2 separate regions of the Rattus norvegicus genome follow, and region 1 is linked to region 2. A link is a contact called in public Hi-C data. All regions are on one chromosome and are shown on one strand. The core of a region is the stretch at or near the end of the contact, and the rest is flanking DNA. Distances in the headings are between cores, read along the strand shown.

Evidence for each region. Hi-C and Micro-C count contacts between places; a contact is called where the count stands out from the background.
Region 1: a Hi-C map of liver shows a contact between it and region 2, with 1.7 times the contacts expected there. The contact joins the promoter of Dll1 here to the enhancer-like site in region 2. A contact is called at or near these places in 4 of 12 Hi-C or Micro-C datasets (hepatocytes, kidney, liver and 1 more).

The regions. Positions count from the first base shown.
Region 1 is chr1:64,988,924-64,995,553 of GRCr8, forward strand. It overlaps Dll1 (delta like canonical Notch ligand 1), which reads right to left and starts at 4,351. Exons shown (of 11, transcript NM_032063.3): 1 at 4,014-4,351; 2 at 3,494-3,787; 3 at 2,752-2,812; 4 at 2,291-2,548; 5 at 485-545. The coding sequence starts at 4,067. It also overlaps a transcript of Fam120b not described here.
Region 2 is chr1:64,893,291-64,899,741 of GRCr8, forward strand. No RefSeq gene overlaps it. Among named protein-coding and RNA genes, the nearest start is that of Dll1, 97 kb to the right of the region's middle. Within about 2 kb of position 2,856, at least 18 of the 93 cell types and tissues checked have an H3K27ac peak or open chromatin away from gene starts, as enhancers often do. A contact at or near this core is called in kidney and liver, where this site is marked.

The sequences.
Region 1 (6,630 bases), core at 3,101-5,600, 97 kb after region 2:
GGCCTAGGCAGGACATTGAGCCATTTAAAAGCTTAAACCCCCTAAGCCATCCCCTCTCAGCATCTTTGATGAAGGGCACAGGGGCCATCCTGGTTGTCTTTAACATGCAAAAGGACAATGGATGTGAAATCTCATCTTTCTATACAGACTTTTTAACGGAGGCCTGTATATTTCTATTAAGTATGAGCTTAAGTTCATGGAAACCTACGCTTGTATATTTTCAGACCTTTAGTAGAATAACAGCTCCCACTCAACTAACTCCCCATCCTATATATGAATAATACACACACGCACACACACACACACACACACACACACACACACACACACACACATCAAGAAGAACCAGGCATGGTGGCTTTAGGGAGCCTGGGGAGAAGGATTATGAGTTCAAGGCCTGCCCAGGTTACATAGAAAGGCCCCTGGGCAACGTAGAAAGTCTCGTAGAAAAAAAAAAAAGACAAAGACAACTTTGCAAACTTACTTGCATTCCCCCGGTTTGTCACAATATCCATGTTGGTCATCACAGCCTGGCAGACAAATGGCTACAAACAAATAAAAACATAGGTTGGAGCCCCAGCCCAGGGATTTCCCAGTATCACCAGGTGCGACTGAGACAAAATTAGCAGTACCCACTCTGTAGGTCCTGGCTGAGTGGATCTTAGGTCACAGAGCCTAGCTCACCCTGGCTGGTGGCTTTGGACTTCATTCAGGCCAGGGATGAGCATTCTTCTTAACATAGTGCTTCCAGGACAAAAGGGCTCTCAGAAGCCCCTACTCCTACCCCTGTCCCTTTTTCTTCTAAAAGAGGGTCAGAAGTCTTCTCCCTCCTCCTCCCCCACTTCCCAATTCTATGCACAAAGCCCCACCTCTTAATATCCCAGAAAGTGTGTGTGCAGATAAGAGTGGACAGCTGGTGTGCAGTATGCAGGGCAGGACAGCTGCTCCATTGTCTCTTCCCTCCCGCAGCTGCCCCAGCACAACAATGCTGCCCCCACCCCACCCCCCCCAGCCCTAGCATGTGTGTATGCACTCACACAAGCGTGTGTGCGCACGTACCCTTCTACCAATGGGAGCAGGCAGTGTCCCCACCGCCTTTCCTCAGAGAGATCTAATCTATGGCACGTGTAAGTAGGGGCGGGGAGAGACCCCAGTGTTGGAATAAGAGAAGTTTAGATTTCTGGCTACCCTAGAACTATTGGCCCTGAGAGAGGAAAGCTACTGTGGGAGGCCAGAGGCGCCTGAAGGGGTGGGGGGATGGCCACAGGCTGAGGCTTTGAGCTGGCTCACTTCCCCAGTTATGAAACCCATTAATGATCAGCAACCCCAGTTCTTAAGAAAACAGCCAGCTCTTGGCCAAGGCGGAGCATCAAAGGACATGGAAAACTAGGCAACAATGATGTCCAGGCTCTCACTGAAGTGTGGACCCCCTTCATCCCCAAGCAAAACCTAAAGCTAGATAGCTAATGCATATCCTCCCCCACACACTGACAGAAGTTCCGGGCCTCACACAGTCCAATGTTCAAACTGCTGTGGGGCAGAAGAACAAGAGTTCACCAGGCCCTGATGTTGGGAGGAAATGCCAATCCTACAGGTTGGCCTCAGATTACTGGAGAGAGGCCCCCTGAAGTGCCTATGAGCAGGAACCAGAGCAGAAGTCCTCCCTGTGGCCCTAGTACCCTGGTTTGCAAGAGGGTTATAGGACGTCAGTTACTGCTTTTCTTACAGACAGCGTGCTGTAAGCATTTACACAAGACAAGGTGACCCTCAGCTGTGTAGCCCTGCAGTCTACCTCAGCACACCTGCTAGTTTTGCACAGCCCCAAGGATTGAAGGCCTCCCCACAGGACAGGGCACACAGAGTACAGCACAGGGAATCTTTGGAAATAGATTTCTGTAGGCAGGTCAGGCACCCTAACTCTGTGGAGGAAAGGGAGGGCTTCCCAATGAGACATTGTTGCAACAAGGAGAACTGTTGGAAAATGAGCCCTCCACATCCCCTTTCTGCCCCTCCCTTCCTCTCTTCCCTTTCTAATACAAAGGCCCTAGGGAGAACACAGCCTTACTTCCTGACCCCTGGCCTTGTCTCTGAACTCCTCCCCGTGAAGAAAAGCAGCTTCCTACAGTGGACACAACGTCTCCCTTGTTAAAATGCCTGAATCCAGCCTAACTGCCATCGAGCCTTGCAAAAACACTTCTCTTTAGGCCTCAGTTTCCCCACTGGTCTATCTCTACCATCTCCTGTTGCTAAGTCCCATGTCTTTCCCCATAAATGGACCCAGAGGACTCACGGTCAGTGCAGTACTGGCCTTTCCAGCCAGGGTCGCACATCTTCTCCCCTCTCTCCCCGCAGGTGAAGTGGCCAAAGGCATCATCCCGCGGTCGGCAGAACACGGAGCAGCCTTCTCCATAGTAGTGTTCATCACACACAAACCGGTAAGAGTAGCGGAGGTCTGTGCGGCCGCTACTGTGAAGGTCCTGAGACCACTCTTCTCCCACAGTGAGGTGCCTCTGTGTGGTCAGGCGGCTGATGAGTCTTTCTGGGTTTTCTGGGAGAGAAGAAGCTCAGGTTGGTTCTGATAACACCCAAAAGCTAGGAACTGAGGACACTGCATGGATGCTGTCAAGCCAAGAACCCTTCTCTGAACTCCAGATGCAGAGCGAAGATAGCAGAGGACTGGGGTGAGTGGGTCAAGTAAACTGTGCATCGATGAAGAGAATGTATAGTTGAGGGAGGGGTTTGGAGCCTTACCTGTTGCGAGGTCGTCAGGAGAATCTGTGTGGAGGGCTTCAATGATCAGAGAGAAGGTACCCTAGGAAAAAGGGAGAGGATGCTTGATAAACCAGAAGTATGGAGGGGGGGAGGGAGGAGGAGGAGTTGGAGGACTAGGAGGGGGAGGAGGAGGAGTTGGAGGAGAGGCATTAAAGGGAACCAAGTACAGAGGCTCTCAGATCTCTGGATTGTGCCAATGAAGGTCAACTCATATCAGTTTCCTTAATAGGAAAATTTTAAAGAGTGTTTTTCCCATGAGTGTGGGTTTTTTAAAAAATGTTAATACAGGATATTGTGGTGTTTTTTTTTTTTTTTAAGAGAGAGTACTGAAACCAACAAGGTGGGGTGCTAGAAGAGGGCAGCTGTCATTAGTTTTCTGGGGATAGAACCTCGAGGGTAGCGAGCAGTCGCAGCACTGGGAGCGACCCAACCCAGGCCTAGGAGCTAGGGAACAAGAACTCTCCCAACTTTGGGGGGGGTGGGGGAAGCATTCGACCCTTGAGGTTTGTGAGAAATGCCCCGGGCTTGCAAAAGCTTCTGGTGTCCCACATCCCCTCCTCAACTGCCGGCCAGTTCCCAGAAAGAAGTCAAGACCCCAGGCGTGGCTTTGTGGGATTTCCCAACCCTTATCAGTGGCCCGTGCCTCCCTCCCACTGCCAGCCACCAGCCCGCCACCCCTACCCGGCCAGGCCCAGCGGAGTGCGCGCAGGTGCCCACTCACTGGCCAGGTGAATCCGAAGGGGAATCGGATGGGGTTGCTGAAGGCGGGGTCGATGCCTGCGCCATCAGGCAGGCTGAAGGAGTCGACACCCAGCACTGGCGTGACCGCACTGCCGTAGGTGCAGGGTGGCTCCGGGGACACGCTGGCCTGGTAATGCTTGAGGCATACGCGAAAGAAGGTCCTGCAGGCGCACGGCGGGCCAGAGCCCCCGCGGCAGCAGTTGCGGTTCCCCAGCAGCCCCTTCTTGTTGACGAACTCCTGCAGCTTCAGCTCAAATACGCCAGAGCTCCAGACCTGCGCGGGGAAGGGGCGTGAGGACGCGCCGGCGGCGGAGGGACCCGGGGCGCGCGGGCCCTTGCTAGGACGCAGAGGCCGAGCGCACCTCAGCGCCCATCCGGAGCCGCCCGCTGCCGGGCAGCTCTCGGGGTCATCGCTGCGGGAGTCACTTGGGGATGGACAGCTGATCCGCTTGTCCGACTCCCCTCCCTCCACCGCGCAGCAGCCCCGCCCGGCCCCCTACCTGGCACAGCAGGGCTGAGACCACGGCAAGGGCTAGCGCGCTCCGACGGCCCATGGTACCGCTGGACGCCCTTGCTCTCCTAGAGTATCCTCTTTTCTTTCTTCTTCAAAGACCCAGGGATGCCCGGAAAGTCTATGTGACCCGAGGAGCACTGGTGGAAAGGCGCCTCTCGGCTCCAGGTGTGATATCGGGCCAGGTCGCTTCAGGAGGGTGCGGTGCTACAGCTATGTCCCTGACAAGAGCTCTGCGAGGCACTGAGAAAGGACAACTTTCGGTTTCCTCTTCTTCTGGCTTCCAGTCCACGGGTAAGTGAGGGTCGCCTGCTTTCTGGTTTTGTCTTAAGCTTCTTCGCGGAGGGAAAGAGGAGAAAGGAGAGAAGACACAGAGGGAAGAGAGCCCAGATGTTCAGCTTAATTCCCAAGAGAGCTTGCAGTGGCTTCCTTCGCAGGCCTATTAGAGAGCGGCTGTCTGGAAATCCCACCGGTGAGGCGATAATCCGGGGCCCCGAGGGGCACGGTGGGAACGGGCTGGAGGTGGTGGCAAGGACTGCGGCGCGCGCCCTGGTTTCCCGGCCGGGCGTCACTCGGCGGCGGCTGCCGCTCCCAGAGTGTTCTAGACCGGTATCTCTTCCACTATCGCAAAGCCTCGCGTCTTCCTCAAGAATTCAGCCAATGCCATGCGAGAACACACACACCCAGGACCGGAGGCCGAAGCGTGGGAGGCTCCGTGCCGCACCGGTGCTCTCCCGTGACCTGCCTTGGTCAGACAGGGTAACCGCGGGTGCACGCCGGAGGATCTGGCCGGGGCTGGCGCCTGCCACCCTTAAATCCCGCCGGCCGCTCGCATAACTAATGAGATGCAAATGAGCAGCCCCCCAATCTGGCGAGAGCTGTCACAAAGGAGCCACTTTTCCAAACCCTCCTCTCAATGGATCGCCAAATGGTCAGTGAGCTGTAAAATGTGCAACCCTCCTCCCCGCCCCCACCTCCCCGCCCCCTAGTCCTCTCTGCCTCCGCCCTCGCCCCTTCGCCTCCCTCCCCCAGCGCAAAACCCGCTCATTTACATTCCTGCAAAACGTTCGGGGAGACGAACCGCTCTGCTCCCGGAGCTGGAGCTGAGGCCGCGTCGCCCACCGCCCCACCGCCACAGGCCCGAAGACCCTAGGCACGCTGGGCGGCCTGCGCCTCCCACTCGCGGTCACCGTTAGACTCGCTCGCAGGACGCGGCCTCCGGACTCTGGCGTCTCCAACACTGGCAGCCAAGGCTCTCCTCGTTTGTTCAGTCCTGGGGACTGAGGAACCGGGGAGAGGTTAGAGGCCCGCGTCCCCGCTGCTGCCCCTCCTCCCTGGCAGGCTCTTTCTAAGGAGGAGTCTCCCGGAGGCGGCGGGGGGCGGGGTGCCCGGTAGGAAAGGGACCCCTGAAGAGGTGGGCAAAGGGTGGCGAGAACGCCGCGGCAGTTTTGGGAAGTTTGGGGGAGGTTAGGCACGCTTTATACCTCTGGTCGAGGGTGGCAACTGAGCCTTGAAGAGTGCCAATGGGCTCGCGACCCCGGCCGGGCACCCCCAGAGACCGCAGTGTCCCAGAGCCCTAGTGTCTCCGTGTTGTCCACGATCACTGGAAATGGGGAATTCGGCTCCGGGCAGTGTATTCCCTAAGCCAGCAGAGCCAAAAGCTAAGCGAACCCTTCCACAGTGTACACACCCTCTCCCCGGAGATTTTCAACCACCACAACCTTCACTGGGGTCCGGTCCCACTCTCCTGGGTACTCCCCTCAGGCCTCCCTCGGCTTGGTAAAAAGTGAGTTTGGTGTGTGTCGTTCGCGTGGCTGTCATTAAGGCAGTCTGTTATTGTGCGAAGCTGAATCAGTGGCTCTTTGTGCGCTCAGCTGTATGGTAATGCAGACAGCACCTGCTCTCCGCACAATGCGGAGAGAAAGAGCTCCCCCTCCGCGCACGCCGCGGCCTCTGCGACAATGTCCGGCACATGTTTGAAAGACTCCCCCCACCTCACCCCCCAACACATAACCTTTACACAACCGTCACCTTATTAGGTTTTTACACATCCATCAGACATTAGAACTTTTGTTTTCATTTTTTAAAGGGAAATGAGTTTATTGGGAGGGCCCAGGACGCACGTATCACAATGAATTACCTAAACTGCTCCCCTGGTTACAAGCTCCAGAGAAAAGTCAATGGAGGTATAGACTCTGACTTAGCACCTAGCTTTGGGTTGAGCATACAATTAGCTGTGTATTCCCATCTTTGGAGGGGCCTCCTTACTCCACCCCCCAACACCTAGGCAGCTTCTTTAGAATCCCGAGGTGTGATTACTGGAGCTAATGTTGCTTTGATTGTAGCACAGCCCCCAGGGTGTACCTGACAGGTGTCCTCACTGTAGGTGTTGCTGTCCTGTTGGTGAGAATGAGCCCTATCCTAGAAGGTATCTTAGTCATTTAGGCCAGTATCTGGATCAGGATGTATAGAATGCACAGAAAGAGAGGAAAATCTTCCCACGCCCAGAGAAACACTAGTAACAAGAATCTAAGCAGTTACTTGGCAGAATCATCTGTGTTGGGCCATCTGGCAACTGAAATCACAGCTCCTTTTTCGGATGACCC
Region 2 (6,451 bases), core at 1,606-4,105:
GTGTTGTTGTATACCTCATGCAGGAGGCAGTTGATTTCAGTTCCAGGCTGGCTTCACTCTAGGAGTAAATCAGAGAGGTTGTACACCAGTTAAAAAGACCACTAACACTCCCATGTTGAGAGGCTAACAGACTAACCAGAATCACTTTCTAGCAAGAGTTTGAGCAGACTTACTCTCCTTGGCAATCTATCTAATAATAACCTTCAAAATATTAAATGCTCAGTGTTTTTTTTTAAATCTAACCATTTTGCTTCTAGAACTTGATAGTGTGCACAAACTGAGCAAAGGATATGAGACGTATATTTGTGTGCTATTGTTTTTAAGAGTGGAAACAAGTAAACAAAACAGATGAAGTATAATGTCACCTTAGGGATTTTTTTATAAGTGTTAAAATTTTCAAAGGCTGCTCGCAGAGGAAAGGCAATTTGATTACAATGCTTAGCAAGCATCATTCCTGTAAAATAAATAATGTGTATTTTATGCCTGGGGAAAACTCTAACACAGCTCATACCTGTTATTCATAATGACTTGGGGGGAGGTATACTGGCATTCTGTTTTCTTTCAAAGTAACTTAAGTATTTTTTATAAAGAGCACGCATTATTACTACAGGCAGAGAAACACAAAATAACCGTGGTATAGAATACATTGCATAAGTGAGGCTGTTTACAGTAAACAGTTTACTTGTAATCCACAATTAATGTTGTTTGTATTTTGTATACATATTAAAAATTCTAGAAGGCCATGTAGGCTGGCAACTTGACACTGACTAGAGTCATTTTGGAAGAGGGGAAACTCAATTGAGAAAATGCCCCCACCAGATTGACTTGTAGTGTACATTTTTCATTAACGATAGATGTGAGAAGGTGGATGTGTTAGCTCATAGGGTACGTCTCTGCTTTCTAGATATACGTTTACAGTGGGTGGTGCTACCCCTGGACAAGTAGCCATAGAATGTATAAGAAAGCAGGCTGAATAAACCATGAGGACAAACCAGTACGCATCATTCCTCCATGGCTCCTGCTTAAGTTCTTGCCTTTGCTCCCGCTTTGACAGCTCTGGATAAGAGACTACAGCCTCTCTTCTCTCCAAGCTGCTGTGTTTTATCAGAGCAGTAGCAACCTAAGACCACATGCAACATTCCAGAATTACTCTTGCCTGTAGGATAAAACTTTGGAGAAGGGTATGAGTTAGTTTGAAATGATCCTGTGTTATTGGAAATATAATACCTGGGCAATTATACTTCACAAGTCTGAATTCACAGGCTTTTTTTTTGTTGCTGTTTTTCTGTTCCATAAACAAAGTCACTGAAAGTTGTACACTGTACATTTTTCCAATGAACTCTGAAAGAGGTATTTCATTTGAATGAATACAAGGAGTGCCATTTTTCCTGGCTGCATACCCCACTAAGATCTAGCTCCCACTAAGGTAGATAGGGCAAGAGAGGTTTTATGTACAAGTCACAGTGCAGGTTTGCCTGAGCATACACTGTATACATATATGTAGGAAGCAAATACTTAACACTGTGAGCTAACACACTCATCAGAAACATACACAGGTATCTATTTCTGGAGAGGGAAGAAACTGAATATGGATGGAGTTCTGGTCTTGGACCAAACTTAACAGGCAGACAGCATTCAATGTGGTAGGGACTGTGAGAGTGGTGTGTAACTCAGAGAGGCTCCTTCAGGGAATAAATGCATGGTGGAGTTCCATCACCAGGAGTTCCAACTCATCTGTCCTCCAAAATGGCCCTTCTATGGCCTTGCCTCTTGCCATGGGGCAGCTCTCACAGCCAGGGCTGCCAAATGCTCTGCCTCCCACATCTCGACAGCTATGGGGGTCCAACTTTTCCCACCTCAGCTCTACTTCTCATCTTTGATGCCCGAACCTAGGTTGCCTTTTATTTACAACTCGAGACTCTACTTCCCCACAAATAGTGCCTCCAGTCTTTGGTATCAGGGAAGGTGGCCACCAAGGTAAGTCTTATGCCCAGTGAGTACAGGACAGGCTTCACCAGGGTCTCCACGTGGAGGCACAAATGTGAAGACACTGGATGAGTTACAACAAAAATGTGCCTATGTCAGAATCTAAGGAACCCACTTCCCACCTGCCCAAACCCTGGCTGAGCAAGGTGACAAATGTCTGGGCTGTTTCATTTGGTGACAGAGACTGAGACCAGAGAAGTTAAGATGAAGTCACATGGCCGTGCACGACTGGCAGCACGCACAGTGCTCTTTCCAGGGAACAAGAGAAACTAAAATGAACTTGATCAGAAAGATGAAACCACCTGCGGAGCTGAGGCAGAGGAATAGCCACCACAGAGGCTCTTGCTCATGAGGTATGATCCCATGTTCCCAGCAAGAGTGGGCTACCATATTTGAGGAACAAAACAATACAATACAGAAGAAAAGACAGGCATTGGTCCTCAGCACCCAGAGCAGGAACAGGACACAGACACGGCAACCTCGTTCACCTGTTCCTCCTCCCCACACACCAGGCTATAGAAATACCCAAGGTCCGATTGGTTCTAGACATTAAGCTAAATTCTGACTCCTTGGCAGAGTGCTTCCTGCACTGCTATTTGTTCCTGCCTGTGAAAGGACACCTTGGGAATCCTCCTGCAGTGAGGAAGGAGCTGGAAGGCCAGGGGTGGCTGTGTGCCACAGCTCTCCTGGCCAGAACTTTGCCTGCCTTACCCTGGCAGGAGGGCCTGAACACTATTTTCTATTTATGGTGAGCCAGTGACTAGCCAGCTGTGCAAGGCATGTGGGAGCTGGGAGCTCCAGCCTTAGCCTGGATCGGCTGGCCTGGCTTAAAGCCAGCTGGGTCTGTGAGTAGAACTGGCAACAGGCCCAGGAGCTACAGGCAGTCAGAAACTCCACCAGCTTAGCTGAACCATGTCCCTTCACCTCCCCACTCTCCTCCCTCACCCTGGCTGCTAGAAACACTATGGGGGCTCAATTCTTATGCCATTCAAAGACTAAGAGGCATATACCCCTGCATTCTGCATTCACATACCCTTGCTTGTTCCCAGGCCAGCGTTTCCACATTTTCATCATGTAACATGCCAGGTCATGGTGTCAGGTGTTAGTGACAGGCCCTCCGAGAGAATACAAGCCGCTCTGACATGGTATCAATGTCCCTGGGCCTCTAGGACAAACACACTCGTTGTAATAAACTAAAGTGGTAGCTCCAAGGAGTTTATAGGGCAGCCTTAATACCTGAGATGTCCCATGAAGGTGTACCCTAGCATTCTGGTACTGATGAGGTGGATGTTGCCCCAGAAATGGGTCAGAAAGAGAATCTAAGCCCAAACCAGAGCCTCTGGCACTGGGCTACCCTTCTAAAAGCACTGGTTAAAAATGCTTGCAAGTTTTCCCAGTGCAAACCTTGACTGGAGGCTATGTTGTTCCATAAAGAAGGGGTCTCGGAGTTCAAAGATGACAGGGGTGGGGGACACAGCCATAGGTGCCCAGATACCTATATATCTCTCCTAAAACCTTCCAACCACCTCTGGGCTGCCTCCCAACCATATGTCATCTTCCCACCAGACCTACAGTTTATGAAGCAACAGTCTGACATTTTGCTTGGGACCATGTGTGCCCCAAACCCCAGAAAAGTGAATCCATCTCAGACTTGGTCCTTGAATCCCCAGGATAACCTCTGAGTCTCACTCACCCTCTGCCTGGGCCTCCAGTGCGGCCCAAACACCTCATGCTCTACAGTAGGCTTTGCTTTCTTATCCCATGATGCATCTGAACAGTCATCCAAACCTGGTCACGGGAGCCTCGTCTGTGGACCCTGGGCCTTCTCTGGGATGCTTTGCTTCCCTTAGAAATCCTTGACTTCCTGCAGCTTCCAGAGCCTCTGCCTCTGCTCCCACATCTGCATGACCCTTGCAGATGTGTCTCCAGAGGACTGAGCACTATCAAGTGCTGAGGTCCCTCACTGGCCACCCATCAGAGCTTAGACTGGTGTGACTGGAAGCCACCCTCCCTGCCCTCGTCCTCCCATATGGCTCAAGAGGTTGAATAGGGCACAATACCCTGCCCTAACCCCCCCCCCAAACAAAGACAGAGTGCACTGTTCTCTGCTCAGGTAGAAGGTGCTCTCAGAACGTTAGTGGAGGGGCCTGTGCAGGACTGAAAAGGATGTCAGCATCTCAGGGTCTGGAGTTATAGGTGGTTGTGATCTGCCCAGCATGAGTGCTGGGAACCAAACTCTTCCCTTGCAAGACTCCTAACCATGGGTCCATCTCTTCAGGCCTCATGGTCAGTGAAATCATCCGCTGTGGCAGAAAAATAGAAACACTGAAAACCTCTACCTTTGATGTTAAGCACGTCATAGATCAGCCTCAGAAAGGAAGAGGGTTAGGCTTTGGGGAAGCAGAGCCAGGCGAGCTCCAAGGGCATGCATGATGACTCTCCCAATAAGGCCTACTCCCAAGGCCTGGGCTTGAGAACATGTTCTAGACCAAGAAAATGGCTGTGAGCCCAAAGAATGATGATCTGGACTGAAGTTCTAGAATAAGCTGCAGTCTCCATCAGCTACGTGGCTCAAAAGTCATGACATTCGGGTGAGTCTGAGCAGAAGTGTGGCTTCCAGGTATGGATAAGTCAGAAAGGAACTTCTCAAAGAGAGGAAGCACCCAAGGACAGTAGGAATGCAGACAGAAAGAGGCTCTGTGAAAGGACAATCCTCCTGGGGTTGCCTCGTCCTGAGATGGGCACTGTGGGGCTCTGACCATGACGGAGAACCAGGACTTAGTTTACACAGAGCAGCTGCCCCACAAGCAGGGTGGCTCCACTGGATATGGACACAACACAGAGACCCTCACCTCCAGAGGACACAAACTACAAAATACTCTTGTCTCAATAGTACCCTTGTCTTAGGGGGGCCAGGACCCTGAGAACACCTCCATATCAACTAGACACAGCTATGATAACACTGGACATAGAACACCTTCATCTCAGCTGGGCGGGGCCCTCAAAACAGCTTCTTATCAGTTCAACATGACCCTCGGAATCTGTATACCTCCAATGGACATAGCCATCCTTTAAACTTGACTGCACCTAGGGACCCTAAGTGTCTCATGCAGACATTTGCCCTGAGCATTATGTCAAAAGTCAGCAGGGTCTGAAAATCCAGTTGTCTACCTCTAGGTGTGCTTATGCGTGCTTGTGTGTCTGTGTGTGCATGTGTGTGTGTGTGTGTGTGTGTGTGCGTGCGTGTGTATGTGTGTGTATGTGTGCATGTGTGTACGTGTGCATGTGTGTATGTGTGCACGTGTGTGTGCGTGCGTGTGTGTGTATGTGTGCATGTGTGTACGTGTGCATGTGTGTACATGTGCACACGTGTGTGTGCGTGTGCGTGTGTGTGTGTGTGTGTGTGTGTGTGTGTGTGTGTGTGTAGGCCAATGTCCTGCAGTATTGGAGATGGGAAAAGCAAGCTAAACCCATTTTTTTTCTACAGTGTGTGGACCTATCCGATTTCTCTTCCTCTGAGCCAAGACCCTAATCCCAACCTGGCTTTGAACCTTTGTAAAATTTCCTCTCCATAAAGAAGATGGAGAGGGCCAAATACAAAGTCAGTCTTAACGGAAGAAAACAGAGATTTCACTTTTTAAAAAATTAGAAAATGAGACACCGAGGGAGCTAGAGGGCAGGAGCTGAGGGCAATCAGACCACCTGCACAGCTGTTCGTTCTTGACAAAGATGAGGCCAAATCCTCCTTAATGCTCACATTTTGTGGAGTTATAATTAGTGTCTCCAAATTACCTGGGACCCCAGCCATGGTGCAACATAATACTCAGCAGCCTCACAGGATGGACGGCCACTGCACTTGCCCATTGTCTGAGAGAACAGTTGAAATGCATTACATATAAGCAAGAGCATCCACAAGGAGTAAAGTACAGAGTGGGAAATTGTGTGGTAGAGTACATCAGGTACCCGGAGCAAATTGAGCTACAATACACAATAATATCCTTCCTCCAGTGGTAACCATAGATTGCAGAAGTTAAGTAGAGGAAAGACTGATAAGCTTTACCTTGGCTGTAAGTGGCCCTACCCAGGGATACTACATCCTAGCATTGGCCAGAGCTAGCTTCTGCTTTCGTATTACTCCCACTGATACCATGGGGGTCTGACATCAGACATCTTGGGAAGACAAGGAAATTGAGGGTGTGAAAAGTAGGTGAAAAAGCCAAGATCAGGAAACATGGGACTGATGCCATTGGTTCGTCTGTACTCAGATTGGACTGGCCTCTCAGGGGCTATGAAGGTGAGGCTGGGAACTGGCCACTCAGGAAGGACCAGAGAAAAGTAGAAGCAACCAGCAGGAAATTGACCTGTCCCTGGATTCTCTATGAAGTAAGATCTTCCTAGCTACCAATATCTAGGCTGATTGGGGGATAGATCACCTCTGTTCCCAGCAGGGTCACTTGAGAAGTTC